2 separate regions of the Columba livia genome follow, and region 1 is linked to region 2. A link is a contact called in public Hi-C data. All regions are on one chromosome and are shown on one strand. The core of a region is the stretch at or near the end of the contact, and the rest is flanking DNA. Distances in the headings are between cores, read along the strand shown.

Region 1 (7,429 bases), core at 4,807-7,306, 240 kb after region 2:
CCAGGTTTCTAAAGTATTAGTCGAACGGGTGTGCATGTATGTTTGTATATTCACCAAATAATTCAAATATTGCAGTTTTGTTGAATATTGAGTAATTGCGACGGTTTGTGTCTAGTATCATCGCCGTTTACAAGCGAAGAATTTTCCCTGGAAAAGGACCCGTATATAAAAGAAACCCAAACTTTTAAAGGGTTTTCAGACCTATGCCTCAAACTATAAAATGTTATGGTATATAATATTATATAATATAATACAATACGTGCCTATCATATATAACTTTTTGGTATTCCTATTGATGAAAATGTGACACCCAGTGTACTATAAAATCTCCAGCTGTTTATTACAGAAATGATTTGCAAATGTGCATTGGGATATGCACTTTTAAAGCCTCTCCAATTTTTTAATGTAAAGTATATGCATATGTGTTTGTTTAGTGTTCGTAGGAAGATACACAGACACAAAGGCTTCAGACTCCATTTATCTTAAACAAGGAGTTGAATCTAAATTATTAAATATTTGTAAAACTGTGAGATCTTTGAGATGAGTCAACTTATATACTACATTTTCTTTAATCTTAAAGGAAAATAAATTAGAAATAAGTATCAGTATGCAATGTGAAGAGCTCGCAGAGGTACACAACAGCCTTATCCTCCTGTACCTCTGCGCCTTTCTTTCATTTTTGCTCGCAGTAGCACATACAGTCTAAACCACAACCTTCAAACAGGGTAGCACCAGCAAAATAAAACAAAGCCCATTTCCCAGCTCACATCAAACCACCTTGTTCTTTTGCAAACCTGAGTTTATAACACATGAAAGAAAACAACGCAATACGCTGAATCTCTGCTACACCAAACCTAATCAGAGAAAGAGATACTCACTGCTGGTTATACTTTTTTTTTGTTTTTTTTAGGCAACTTTCAGACCTCTTCCTTAGCCCCCAACTAGTCAGTCTGCACCCCCTGAGATCACTCACATAAGTAACAGCTCAAAGGATAAGCATCAGGCCTGATTGCTACCCACAGAAAGAGAGTCCCTTTCACCCTTTCATTCAGGTCCTGGAAATTCAAAGACTAAAGTTAAATCCGGCCATAAAGTTTATTGCTGAGTAATCACACTCTAGTGAGAACAGTCCACTTAAATAAAAAGAATGTTGAAGTAAACACGCAGCTGGGGCCTACCCCACAATGGCAGCCAGCAATATAAGGCAGAGAGGGAGAGCAGAGCTAGGGGGATATTTACAATCTTCAATAAACCAAGCCCGTATTTCATAATTTGCAGCACTCTAATGACCTGTAGTCTCTTGTATTAATGCTACAAGTTACAGTCAATTGGTTCGCTTAAAAAAAAAAAAAACTCAATGGAAAGTATATATCTATACACACATACACACCCTTTGTATACATTAATACACCGATATTAGACATAGGTATGCATGTGCACGGCTTTATACAAGCATATACATCAATTTGTACATGCATGCACGCACGCACATAGTTTAAATATACTTATGTTTATGCAATTACATATAGGAGCTGGGAAAAAGTTACAGCAATGCACATCCCCAAAACACATCATACGCTCACAGATGGACATGTACACATAGCTAAAGCTTTCTGCACAACCCAACACAGAAACTGGAATCTTAAGCGCTCCAGTACAGCCTGTGCCATTTTAATACTAGTTCTGATGTGCAACATCTTTCACCAATCCAAAGATTATTACCACATCAGCACGCCTCCAACTCTATCATGCCTACATAAGACACTGCCCAGATAATATCAAGCCCTATCTATTTTGTTTTCCCTTTTTTAATCGCCTGCAGTAACTACTCTTTGCTAAACAAAACCTCTCCAAACTTGGAGAGTCTATTGGAGCAAAGGAAGTAATTATCTTCTGCGGTAGTCAAAGTGATTAAAGCTAGGCCCCAAAATCCATCTCTGCCAAAGTCGCTTATTGTGGTTTACTTTGATTTGATCATTAAAATAGAGAGCTCGCTGCTGCGAGTGAAGGGATGGGGTGGATTTGCAGCGCAACCTGGATCATTAGTGGTTGATCCTGCCTCTAGGGCTCGGTGGGACCGTCCTGAAAAGCTCCAGGCGGAGAGGAAAGGAAAGAGAAAGAGAAAGAGAAAGGAAGAAAGAGAGAGAGAGGCGAGAGGCAGCCAGAGCGAGCGGGAGCCTCGGCTTCCCCACTGTACAAATAAACTTTAAGGAACTTGTGCACAAAACTTACCTTTGACTTGCAAGGAGCCATTTTTCATACAGTATTGAGAACTTGTGGTTTGGATACTTCTGTCCCTAAACCTGACAATTAGAATGGCCAGGAGGCACACGTAGCCTGCAAAAGAGTCAAATGAAGTCCAGCGTCAGTGAGATTATATGTTATGTGGTATATAATGTTGGATGTCAACTCCCCAAAACCATAAAACTTACTTTAATGGCACCACGTGACTTTTTATAGCCAGTGAGCCTATCTGTCTGTGCTATGGATGATTTTACGATCTAATTCATAGACAAAACCCTATTCATTTGGCACCCAAATGTCATATAGCCGGAACTGGAGCTTATAAAGTTTACTGTTTTATAACTTTTAAGGGAAGGCATCAATGTAACCAGTCAGTAAATGTGCAAATCTTTAGTTGCTCTTAGAAGCTCAGAAGAGTTAACCATTCAAGCTCTGATGGGGTAAGTAACATTACGTTTATAGCAAACTAATTGTAGCGAGGAAAAACAAAAATTTTTAAAGGGTGAAAAGTGGGAATGTGGCTAGCGAGGGTTACTAATAGGCGCAGAGAGCTCAGACGTGGCTGTCCTGCAAATATACTTAATGAAACCACAGGATAAATTCTGGAGCGATGCAAACACATCTTAGAGTTCGCAGCGTGTTTTAACAAAGCACTTTTTTTTTTTCCCCAACCATCAGCAAACAGCTAACAGTTGATTCACTCACAAAGGGTGTTGATTGTGGTCCTACCACGCAGTTTTCCTCCTAGCGAGAAATCAGTGGGGAAGAACTTACGGTCAAACTTTCAATTAAAAATATTGGTAGCGGACAACCGCAGCATCTACCATTCGTAACGTGCAGCAGGAGCCAGGTAAAATATTATTATATACTCTGCACGTTTGGGTTTTTTTTGGGTTGGTTTTTTTTTTTTTTTTTCAGAGGCAAACCAAGAAGCACAACTTCTTGCTTTGCACAAACCAGATCACGAAAACTTTACAATAGAAAGTTTATTTTTTTGTTGATTTCCAGTCAGTTTTTTTAAAAACAAATACAAAAAAAAAAAAATGCTGATCACAGTTTGCTCAAACAGCCAGACTTTGACTATATTTGTAACTTTGTTCACAAAAAACATACATCACAGAAGCTGCGCTTAATAAGAGCCACTTCTAAGAGTTCGTGCAAAGAGTCATATACAAAGGCACAGCAAGGACATACTGCTTGGAATCACAGTTTTCGTCACAGATTCACTATTCACTACACGTAGGACAAGTTCAGTTGATTTCATCATTTCACCTCTACAACAGCATTAATTACACAGGAATTATATAGGTAGTTTGAATAAAAATATTTTTAACAGCTTGGAGCTATACAGACATTAACACTTGACCACACATGCACAGTTAAGCAGGTTGAGTGCAACACATAACATTTGTACTAAACCGGGGGAGGGCTTCTTTCTCTCTCTCTTTTTTTTTTTTAACCTTTTTTTTTGTTCTTTTTTGTTTAGTTATGTTTTGTTTTAACAGTTACTTCAAGTAACACAGCTCGCTTCATATAAATAAGTTAAAACATCTATTATTTTTTTCAAGACAAAGCCATTCAAGACAAAGAAATGTACGATAAAAGCAGATCTACTTATACACGCGAGAGAATGGTAATAAACAGGCTCATGATTAAAAGATGAATAAGGGCGACAATAACAGGGTTTCTTCACAGAAGTAACACAAGGAAGTTTTAGAAAGTCAACTTAGTACTGACATGAGACGCAGGGTCAGCTAATACTGCTCAGTACTTTTAATTGATCAAACGCTTAGGGACGGAATGCCCCTCCTGCAGCTGCCATGCTCATACTTTTCAGCTTATTATCCTTTTTCCATTTCATTCTCCTGTTTTGGAACCAGATCTTTATTTGTCTCTCTGAGAGGCAAAGAGCATGTGCTATTTCAATCCTTCTTCTGCGGGTCAGGTATCTATTGAAGTGAAATTCCTTTTCCAGCTCCAAGGTCTGATAGCGGGTGTAAGCAGTCCGAGCCCTTTTCCCTTCTGGTCCCCCTATGTTGTCTGGAAGAGAAAAGTACATGATTTAGATTCTCAGCAGCCACTCGGAGCCTTCGTGTCTTATTGCAGCTACTATGGACCAGGACCGTTATTCTCAGTCCTTCTTGGTTCTGTTTCTGGTTTGGATAAACGCTCAACAAGTTTCCCCCTCCAGACCCTTTTAGGAACGATTTGGGGGAGGGGAATTTGGTGGTCTCGGTAAGTTTTCGCTTGGATTTGGGGTTCGATTTCTAAAATTGATTTATTGGGGGCTTTTTAAGGCTATCTTCCCCCACCTCTCCCTTAGATGAGCCGGTTTGTAGCATGCCTCTGCTGCTAGCTAGTTTTCAGGGCTGGGAGAGAAAAGCTGAAGCGTGCAACCCTTTCCCACGGCTGAGCTGGGGAAGGCTCTGGGAAGCAGCGAGCCCTCGGTCGCTCCCCCAGCAGCAAGGACAGGGCAGGTACCCGGGGCTGAAAGTTGCTCCGCTTCCCCGCGCCCCTCAAGCTCGTTCCCCCGGAGTTTGGGGCGACTGTCCCCCCTCCCCCACGGCTTCCCAGCAGTGAAAACTGCCCTCTTCGCCCTCTCCTATTCTCTTTTTAATATGGCTCGGCAAAATAAATGGGGTCAGCCGCGCCGTTCCCGCTGGAGGATTCCCCTTGCAGAGGAGAGCCGGGAGCAGCCTCGGCTCCCGATCCTCCTTCGGAAAGGCGCTTTCTGCTCCCCCGCTGCCCGCCGGGGCCGGCGCTGGGAGCCGGGCGGGCTGGGTTTTTGGGGCCGGGAGGTTTTTTCTTTTGGGGGAGGACTTGCCCGGAGAAGAGAGCATACTTCCCTGCTAGCAGAGTTATGCTGTTCGCGGAGGCTGCCCGTTCTCACGCCCTCCTCTCCCCCTTTCCCCCTCTCCCCGACCTTGCTCGGCGCAGCCACCCGGTTTACATTAAATCCTCCTTTTCCTCCAGAGAAATAAAGAAAGAACAGGGTATTTGCTTTACCATGACTTATGTGCAGTTTTCGCATCCAGGGGTAGATCTGGGGCTGTGAAGGCTGGGCTGTGCTTTGGTCGGTCGGGGCACTTGCCTGCTCGCTGCTTGCTGGAGTGTCTTCCTCAGTCCCAGACGAGGTGCCAACCCCGTCTCTGCTGATGTGCGTGTTGCTGCTGGAATTGGACGAAGTGCTGGTGGAGTTGGCGAGGGAGTTTTTCACCCCGTGGTGACTCTCGCTGACAGGCGAACCGGCCACGGCGGTGCAGGGCAGAGGGTCAGGGGGAGGCGAGTGGGAAGCCGTCGCGGACTGGTTGTACCTGGGCTCTGTCGAGGCAGAGGTGGTGTTGGCCGGGTAACTGCGGGGTCTCTCATTGGCACCAAAGTGGGTGGAAGCAGAGCGCCCGACGCTGAGGTCCATGCCATTGTAGCCGTATCCGTACCTGCCGGAGTGCATGCTGGCGGAGTCCCTGTATTGCTCGCTCACCGAGCTGTGATCTCCATAATTATGTAACTGGTAGTCCGGGCCATTTGGATAGCGACCGCAAAATGAGTTTACAAAATAAGAGCTCATTTGTTTTTTGATATGTGTGCTTGATTTGTGGCTCTTGGTCGTTTTGTGCGTCTATAGCACCCTTGCACAATTTATGATGAATTATGGAAATGACTGGGACATGTACTTGGTTCCCTCCTACGTAGGCACCCAAATATGGGGTACGGCTTCACATCACGTGCTTTTGTTGTCCAGTCGTAAATCCTGCCTGATGACCTCTAGAGGTAAACTCGTGCACTGGTGGGGGAGCTGGGAGGGCGCGGGCGGCCCGGGGCGCGCCGCCGCTGCGCGCCGCCGCCGCCACCGCCCGCCCGTCCGCCGGCCTCCAGCGCCACCCGCTGGCGGCGCGGGGGATGACGGCGGCTCCGCGGGGTCGGCCCGGGGTGACGGCCCCCGACGGTGGCGCGGAGCGGCGCGGAGACGCGCGGAGCAGGGAGCGCCGCCACTGCGCCCGGCGCCACCGCCGCCACCAGCGGCACCGGGAGCGGGCAGAGAGGCGGCGGGGTCGGCGGGGTTCGTTCCCCCCGTCCGGCCGCCCGAGAGCCCTGTGTGCTACGCTTTGTGCCCGTTGTCTGCTCCGGGCGAGGCTATTCACACCAGTTCACAAACCCTACATGATACCTCCTCGGATGCTGGCAACGCTTATGTTCATTTTATAGATTTTTTTTGTTTAATTATTTTTTTTTGTCCCCCCTTTTTTTTCCGTACCAGAGGTTTCGAGAGGCACCCGGGTCCTGCCGATCTGCAATGGCAGGTAGCTATAAAAGATAAAAATCGTGCAACATTTTTCCTACTAGGGGGTCAAATTCCAGGCGGCTTTACGGCCGCCGTTATTTTTCCGCATCTCGGAAAAAGCATAAAAATTTCAAAATAAAGAAAAAAGAAACACAACCACAAAATCTAAATGCAGCGGTAGCCATTTTGCATTAGTATTTTCTAGATTTGGCTTTTAAAATATTTAGAGCAGTAGCCCAAAATGTGCTGCCTTCCAAACAATAGAGCCTTGATGCGCATACAAGTCTATTTGTACATAGTTTCACACGCACACTCACGCACACACAATATAATATAGAGATATATAACCTATATAGTAGTCAATATTTTCGCTGCGCTTATTTTCCTTATACAGAACGCGAAGTGGAAGCATTTTATGGCAGCTACTTTTATTTAGATTATCTATCTTTTATTTTTTTTTTTCCCCCAGTGCTAATAAATGAGAGTGCGAATTAAGATACCACAAAAACAGGGTAGAAGATCCCCGGGTTAATATGTCAGACACATTTTTTTAAATAAACAAAGAAAAAGAAGATGAAAGGTCGACCCAATCCCACGAAGCCCTAGGAAATGTAGTCCATAATTCAAAGCCCCTTCGGTGTAGAGCTGCGCTCACCGAAACCTCAGTGTAAGCTCAACGGGAAACACAGAAATTCGCCCGCTTCTAAACCTCTTCCCTTGCTTCCTCTGAAGTTTAACGCCGAGTTTTTCCTTTAGTACTAGTAGTGCAGATTAGGCAGTTTAGCGGCATTTTAAAAAGAATCTCCCTGCAATTCATCTTCGCTTTAACTGCAAGTTTATACCTAGGGCTTTACACAACGATTTTTTTTTAACGATTTGTCTTCTTTTTGCTATTTAAATATC
Region 2 (7,215 bases), core at 3,001-5,500:
ATTTGTTGTTTTAATGCAAATAAAAGTATAAATGACTGAATTAGCTTACAAGTTAAGAAGCATCAGTAACTCTAGCAAGCAGGTGCCTGCTAAAATCTAAGTAAGTTTCCATTACTACTTGCATTTGGCTGATGAAACTATGGAGTTTCCCAACACAAAACATGCACCAAAAGGAAACAAACAAATACTGCAAGAGCTGCACTTGCATAAATTGTGCACACCCAACTTAACAAAACAAAACAAAAAAAATAGCACTACCTCCATTCACAGTTGTCTTTGATTCTGGAAATTTATTTCTTGCATAAGAGCTATGGAAGATTTATAAAAAGGTTTGTTATGTCATGGTTTGTCATGGCGTTTATCAGATGGGCTTGAAACCACAGGCAAGCCCATAAATAAGCAGGTGTTAAGAGCAATCATCCTTTTAGAAAATAGGACATCAAAATATTGCATTTCTAATAGTCAATATTAACCAAGAAATGTTATTAATGAGTCCCTCTATGAGTAGAGCTATAAAATGTTTTCTGCTGCATAGCAGGAGAGGGGTATATTAGTTTTCTGAAAGTTTACATGAATCATAGCGTAAGTTATAAAAGCCACTTGAATATCAGGAATATTATAAATTAAAATGATAATAGTACGAGTTTATCTGTATGGATACATTGATCAATTACACTGAAAAGTTTACTATTTTTTTAAAGCAAAGTTAACAAGTACTATTTCAACAGTTCCTGTTAATTCTGCTCAGATTAAGAACTCAGCTTCTGAAGGAAACTCTCAAACCTAGAAAACGGTTTTTTTTTGTAAGAGCCGATAGGACTGGTGCCACACAAAAGCTACAACGGACATAAATAATTTAGATAATAGCTAAAAGAGTTTTTTAATGCACCTTTAAGAGAGGGAAAACATCATTTTCTACAGTAATTACACTAGCTGGACATAGGTATTTGTGTTCTCAGAGTACAGGGATGCAAATCATGCTCATTACACTAACACTGAATTTTGATGCTCAGTTTAAAGCAAATTATGGGGGATTTGTCTTTGCATAACACTTAGCTATTTTAGGAAGTAAAAGCTGCCAAACTGAAACCTTGTTCATTCTCCTAAAAGGCATTCACCTCGAAACTTACATGTAACACATTGCTCCTTTTTGCCTAATTTAAATTACACCAATGCTCAGATTTGCTAACCTGGTTCATAACTACTTCTGTTGTACTAATGATCTCATTTCTTGGAAACAAAATAGTCACTTTTCCCCTAATGTCTATAAAGGTATGTGAAAAGCAGGTAAAAATATATTGCTTTGGCATGACTATTGCTGGGAGAGACAAATATCTACCTTATCACGTTCATCAGAGGACGCTATACCATTTATATTTCATGATAAAACAAAGCACTATTACATGTTCCACAGATATGCTCAGTATTTTGTTAATGCTTCACCCTTCCTACCATAATACCACTATACCTGTACTTACTTCCTCATCAGTAAAATGTGATTTTCGAGAGTAATGTTCACACCTGGCTGACATATGATAGAAAGGCAATAAAGCCATAGCTAGGTTCAAGCTGAAGCTGAATTTATGACACCATTTTGGATCCATACACATCGTGTCCTGTCAGTAACTGCATCTCTCATCTTCAACCACTAGATGGTGTGAAAAAATTAAAAAATTGCTGAGGATTCCTGCCCACTGCCACAAAATCCAAGTATTAGTGTAGTGGATTAGGAAATATTTTTTGAAGAAAAGTCTTGACCCACTTCCGGACAGTTAGGTTCACTTTTCCTTCAGTTATATTTTCCACTTACCAGACAAAGAGTTCATAAATGATCAGACCTTGAAACTGAATCAAGTGGAGGGTTAAGGCAGATAATTCTCTGGCAGTTTCCCCTCCAAGGACTCCAAATTCAGAGCTGACAGTAGTGGCCAACACTCATTTTTCTGAAAAAGCTGTAACAACCTCTAAGTGAAACAGGGCTGAATTTTCTGGATTGTATTTTGGAGTAGAAATCATTCCCAAAGAGGAAGGCTCTATATATCTGAAGCAGCAACAAGCTAGTTTCAAGGACTGATTATAGATTAATCACAGCATGACTGGAAGATAGTTGATATGCAGAGGACAGCTTAAACTACTGTTTTTCTATTCTGCTCCATTTTTTAAATTCAATTCCTCACTCTTTTGAGGAAGGAGTAGCAAACGATTTTTTTTCACCTACAAGCTGAAGACTAAGATTTTATTAGTCCCCACACCATAGCAGAAGGGCACAACCCACAAAGAGGCCAAACCTGTACAGTAGTGTCCGTTTGTTCATGGGCTTTTTGGGAGGAGGGGAAGGGGGAACAGGTGCTTATTTAAAATTTTTTACAGTGTATAAAATGTATTTTATACAGTGCTGTATAACTGCTTGAAAGTCTGCCCAATCCAAGAGTGTTATCTGGCCTTTAGTAATGCAATTCAGTTATTAGTTTAAGTGACAATGAAATACCTCAAAAGACATACATGGTCACATTACCGTTAGTAATATGTCTTCTATATTTTTATATAGGACTATCTTTCCATCCATAAATCTTAAATTTATTTAAACAGAAGCTCTTACATTTATTATCCGGAAACATTGCAGTTAAAGGTATCACGGAAGATTTAAAGCAATTGTGACAAAACTGAAGAGTTTGAAACTAAGACAAACAGATGCCTTTAAGCTTTCCCGCACCTACTTGTGTATTTCAACAACCTACAATAACTTTGGCATTAATTATATTGAACACAATTACATCTGGGATATATATTACACATATATTTTAAAAGGTGGTGTGTTTTTTGAAATGAGAAGTTGAAAAGCTCAGCTTTTTTTCTAATATGTGGGGAAAAAAGAAATTTCCTTTGATGAATTATTTGGAAGTGGACTTCAATGGATCATGAGCTATATATTTCAGGAGAGGTTTTGGTTTTGTTGAGAGGGTTAAAGAAAAACAGGAAAATTAAACAAAATTAAAGTAGAATAAAATTTTCTGCTTATGCTGTCTATCATCACCTTAGATGAGAAGAATTATATTTCTCATTTGCTTTGCAAACAGCAAAGTAGTAAATTAAAAATCGTCCAGATCTGTCAGAGCAAACAAATTTGGAATCTGAACTGTCAGAACAATTACGATATACCTACAAAGATGAAAGTATCATTCAAAAACCTAAACCATCTTCTGTAGCAAGATGGCCCAAAAGTCAGAATCAGCCTTCAGGAATATGAAACAGGAAACTAGAAACATAACATACAAGATAATTTAAAATTCTACAAGGTTAACTTTTGCCAGCAGAAAGCACATTGTATCCCGTTAAATCAGTTAACAAACGATAGTCAGGATTTAACAAGTAAATAAACATGCTTTTAAGTTAATTCCTGTTACACAACTATGTTTTAAATGTGATTATAGTTCATTTGACAAAATAATTAATTGCAGTGAATATCTGATTGCAAACAAAGGATCTGAAAGGGAGTGTCAGTTTCCCCCCATAGAACTGTGGGAATGTGCCCTTCTGCCACCTCTCTTCTTACAGCTATGTAGCCCCACTAGCATCCCATACCTTGCTGAGAATGTAGATAACGTCACCACGTTTAAACGTCAGCTCATCAGGTACATCTCCTGTGCAATCCCACAAACCTTGATAGAAATTCGCATAATCGGTGTTTTTGCTATCTGTGAAGAAAGAAAACAGCATCTAATCACAAAAGGATAAAGACTGGGGGACTACAGCTATTCTTTAAATCTCCAGATAGTACAAAGCAATTTATTAGCACACACTTCTTACTCCTGTTTTTAGAAACAGCTCCTTCATACCACAAAAGCAAGTGGAAAACAAGTTTAATGCGCAAGCCCTTCACTGGCAAGTCATATCACTTCAAGACATGTAGCTACAGGTTTTCAAAGCATTTTTCAGCTGCAACTTAGAGCAGCTAGTTTTCCTCTACTAAGATATTTCCAGCAAGCCACATTTGTATCTCAACTTGGAACAGATAAAATTGCTAGGATAGAATTAATAATAGTCTGTGAAAGGAAGCCAAAGTAAGTATTTTGTGTTATGCTCCCCTCCCTCCCTCTCCTGTTCCAACAAAACTAAGTAACTTCTCTGAGAACCTTTGAGATAATCCTTGATTGTTCCTTTTGAAATACTGGAGAACTTGGAAACTGTTGCTGAAGCTGCATTTTAAAAATATTTGTGTCAGCTTCAGTTTAGGACGTTAAGCCCTGGCTAAACATGCAACTACACTACAGCCATAAACTCATCCTTCTAACAGCATAAGCACAATGGATGTGCTGTGTTCAAGCTGCCATACAGACCATTAACTGATTGATTATTTAGCACTCTTTGCTCTGTAATACGGCAATAACACAGTAATAAATGCTTTGTCATATACTTACAATACAGAGTACATCTATTGAAACACAGCGGTTAAATACACTGGGTGCTTCTGTTACACTGCAAACTATTTCCTGTTTTTAATTCCAGGAGAATGGAGTGCGATGAGTTAATGCAAAAAGAATGTAAGCAATACCACTCAGATGACCAGTTACATTATGTATACACTAACCAGACAGAATGTATATGTACTAATAATTTACATCACTGGAAAGCTATCTTCTAATTCTGACAACATAAATATCACTGAACTGGCTGGATCAAGGCTGTCATCTTAGTTTTGTTATATGATCCTTGAACAGCAGGCTTGCTGGTTATTCCAACATATACCAGTTACATTTGCATGTCGTTAGCACTCTACACCATTATTTATAGTTTATAATTTAATCATGATTGGTTCACTTTATTACTGAAAAAATCCTGCTAAAATATCAAGTATCAAGCAATAGAAAGTGTCATGCTATAAATAAATATAGCAGTATTCAACTTGTATTTTTCCCTATTTTGACAAATACTTAGATTTTAATTTTATTATACTCTGTATGAGCAAGAGGAGCAAGAGAATAAATATTGTCTATTTATCCATTCCATCTGTGTTCTGTGCTATCTTGTTTTGATGGCAATACTGTCATAAGGTAAAATATTCACAACCTTGAACTTAAAGCTGTTAGGCACATTAACCACCGTTTAATTTTCCATAAACTGGTGATTAGTAGCTACCACTTGCTATATAGCACTAGAGGGCGTTCTGACTACCAGTGCACAAATTCTGTCACCACACCAAAAGCAGCAATATATACATATATATTATACAAACTCATGACCACACAGAAATAAGAGATGTGGTTATTGTAAAATGCATAGACAGAATAATTTCAAGAGGAAGGTGGAATCAGTTAGAAATGTTGCACCTCCAAATTTTGGCTCTTCCCATTTGTCAGGCTCATTATTCACCAATTTAGCATTAGATAATTACAAATAGTAACACCGGTTAGTGGCAAATTAATTTGTGATAAATATTAAGAATCTCTCCTCAGTCTTTTGATACGGCACTGATCACAGTTCCCAGCTCTATCTTGTAAAAGATACTGTAAGTCCATGTGAAAAAAAAACTGAGAGCTATTTCTGTATATCCCACCTACCAAACCTTTCAGCAGTTGTCTTACTGATTTGGTTTAAAATACAAATCACGACTTTTACTTCTTCAGAACTGCACTGAAATGCATCATGACTTTTCACGTTGACCTTTATCGCTTTGAGGTCTGTTCTTACCTTTATGTGTCTGAAGTAACTCCTGTTAACAGTAATGGGAGTTACATGGGGAACATCAGCAACAGAAGAGATCCCACAGCAGGCAAGACACAATCTGTCCCTAGATGTTCATCATGAGCATTTAATTAAGCTTTAAATTGGGAAAGCCACTCAACTAATAACATAGCAACACTCAAAAAGATGCATTTTAAAATAAGCTTATTCCTGCAGTGAAGATGTTGCCCAAGGACCAACTATGGCTCTGTGCCCTCATGCATGAATTCAGCATAAGGTAGAGTTGTTCAAATCAGAAAGCCACATTTCTCAGAAGACCATATACTGCTATACCAGGAGCACAGAAATGAAAGATAAGGAGAGAAAGTATCAGTGTAAGTTTGTGAACAACTATGCAGTGTTAATTTTAAATTTGAAATCCCCTCCCATGCCCACCAGGACAAGTTTCTCCAAATTCTGTAAGTGCAACAACACACGCATAAAAGCCAATTGTCTATTTAACTTCAGAATCTATACATCTAAAGGGCAAAATGCTTCATAAAATGATTCATATTGCTTCACAAACACAGAGGTAGAACAAAAAAAAAAAACCTGCAAAAACCTTTGTAAAACACAGCCTCTTTTTCAGTTAGAGAAGATGCTGTCAAATTTCATTTGATTGCCTCCAAAGAACTGAATAAAACAAAACCAGGAGACCCGAACAAAGGAATTTGGTACTTATATGGAAATGAAATTATGTGGAGCTTCTGATACTACTGCGTAGTATCTGAGAACAGTTGGTGGATTTAGCATCAAGGATTTATGTGCCCATTACAGTTCAAATTCAAAAGGTATCGATATGCTGATGTTACTCTGCCACAATTACAGTCTATTCTTATACACTGTGTAATGTCTTATGACTTAAAAATATTATGATAATTGCTAAGCTAAAGTCTGTCACAATTTGAAGACACGGTCAAGCCACAAATATGAATAAGATATGATTGAAAAAAACTGAAGTGTGTAGCAGAGGGTAGAAGCAGTTTGGTTTTACCTACCCACTGCTTTTAATATTACCAATCACAAGAAATGGCTGAGCAGGATTTTGGACAGGTTGTTTCTCCAGGACATACTTCTTTCCTTCCAGGACAGCTATCTGGATGAACAATTATCCAACAATTTCCAAAATTCTTCCACAAAGAATTCTTCATGGTTTTCTTCTGCCATCTCTGTTTTTCCAGTAACAGTAATAGGAACAACAGATATTTTTGTACAGTATACCGAAGAAAATGCTTCAGAGTTTATTTGAGAGATGAAAGAGCAACAGCTGCCAGCTTTCTTGATGGTAGGCTCAGACTGCTTATTTCACTGAAAAATACTGGCACCTTACATTATATGCTTAAAGAAAGGTGAAAAAATCTGACAGGTCAAAAATCTGACAGGTAAAAATTGTTCCATTCCTGCCCTCTCCCTTGTACCAGTTCTGGCACTTGCCATTTCTGAGCACAAACCTGACAGAAAACTAAAATGACCAAAACAAAACCAGTAATTACA

What was found. A called contact is a pair of places that touch in the nucleus more often than the background predicts.
Region 1: a Hi-C map of liver shows a contact between it and region 2, with 4 times the contacts expected there. The contact joins the promoter of HOXA5 here to the enhancer-like site in region 2. A contact is called at or near these places in 2 of 2 Hi-C or Micro-C datasets (crop and liver).

Annotation. Positions count from the first base shown.
Region 1 is chr2:36,314,968-36,322,396 of bColLiv1.pat.W.v2, forward strand. HOXA5 (homeobox A5) reads right to left here and starts at 6,057. Exons shown (of 2, transcript XM_005513488.3): 1 at 5,251-6,057; 2 at 3,216-4,284. The coding sequence starts at 5,812. The coding sequence ends at 4,034. It overlaps HOXA3 (homeobox A3), which reads right to left. Exons shown (of 4, transcript XM_065051388.1): 2 at 2,233-2,337. HOXA6 (homeobox A6) reads right to left here. Exons shown (of 3, transcript XM_065051393.1): 3 at 6,938-7,429.
Region 2 is chr2:36,081,576-36,088,790 of bColLiv1.pat.W.v2, forward strand. It overlaps SKAP2 (src kinase associated phosphoprotein 2), which reads right to left. Exons shown (of 11, transcript XM_065051387.1): 9 at 3,583-3,695. Among named protein-coding and RNA genes, the nearest start is that of SKAP2, 110 kb to the right of the region's middle. Within about 2 kb of position 4,251, at least 1 of the 3 cell types and tissues checked has an H3K27ac peak away from gene starts, as active enhancers do.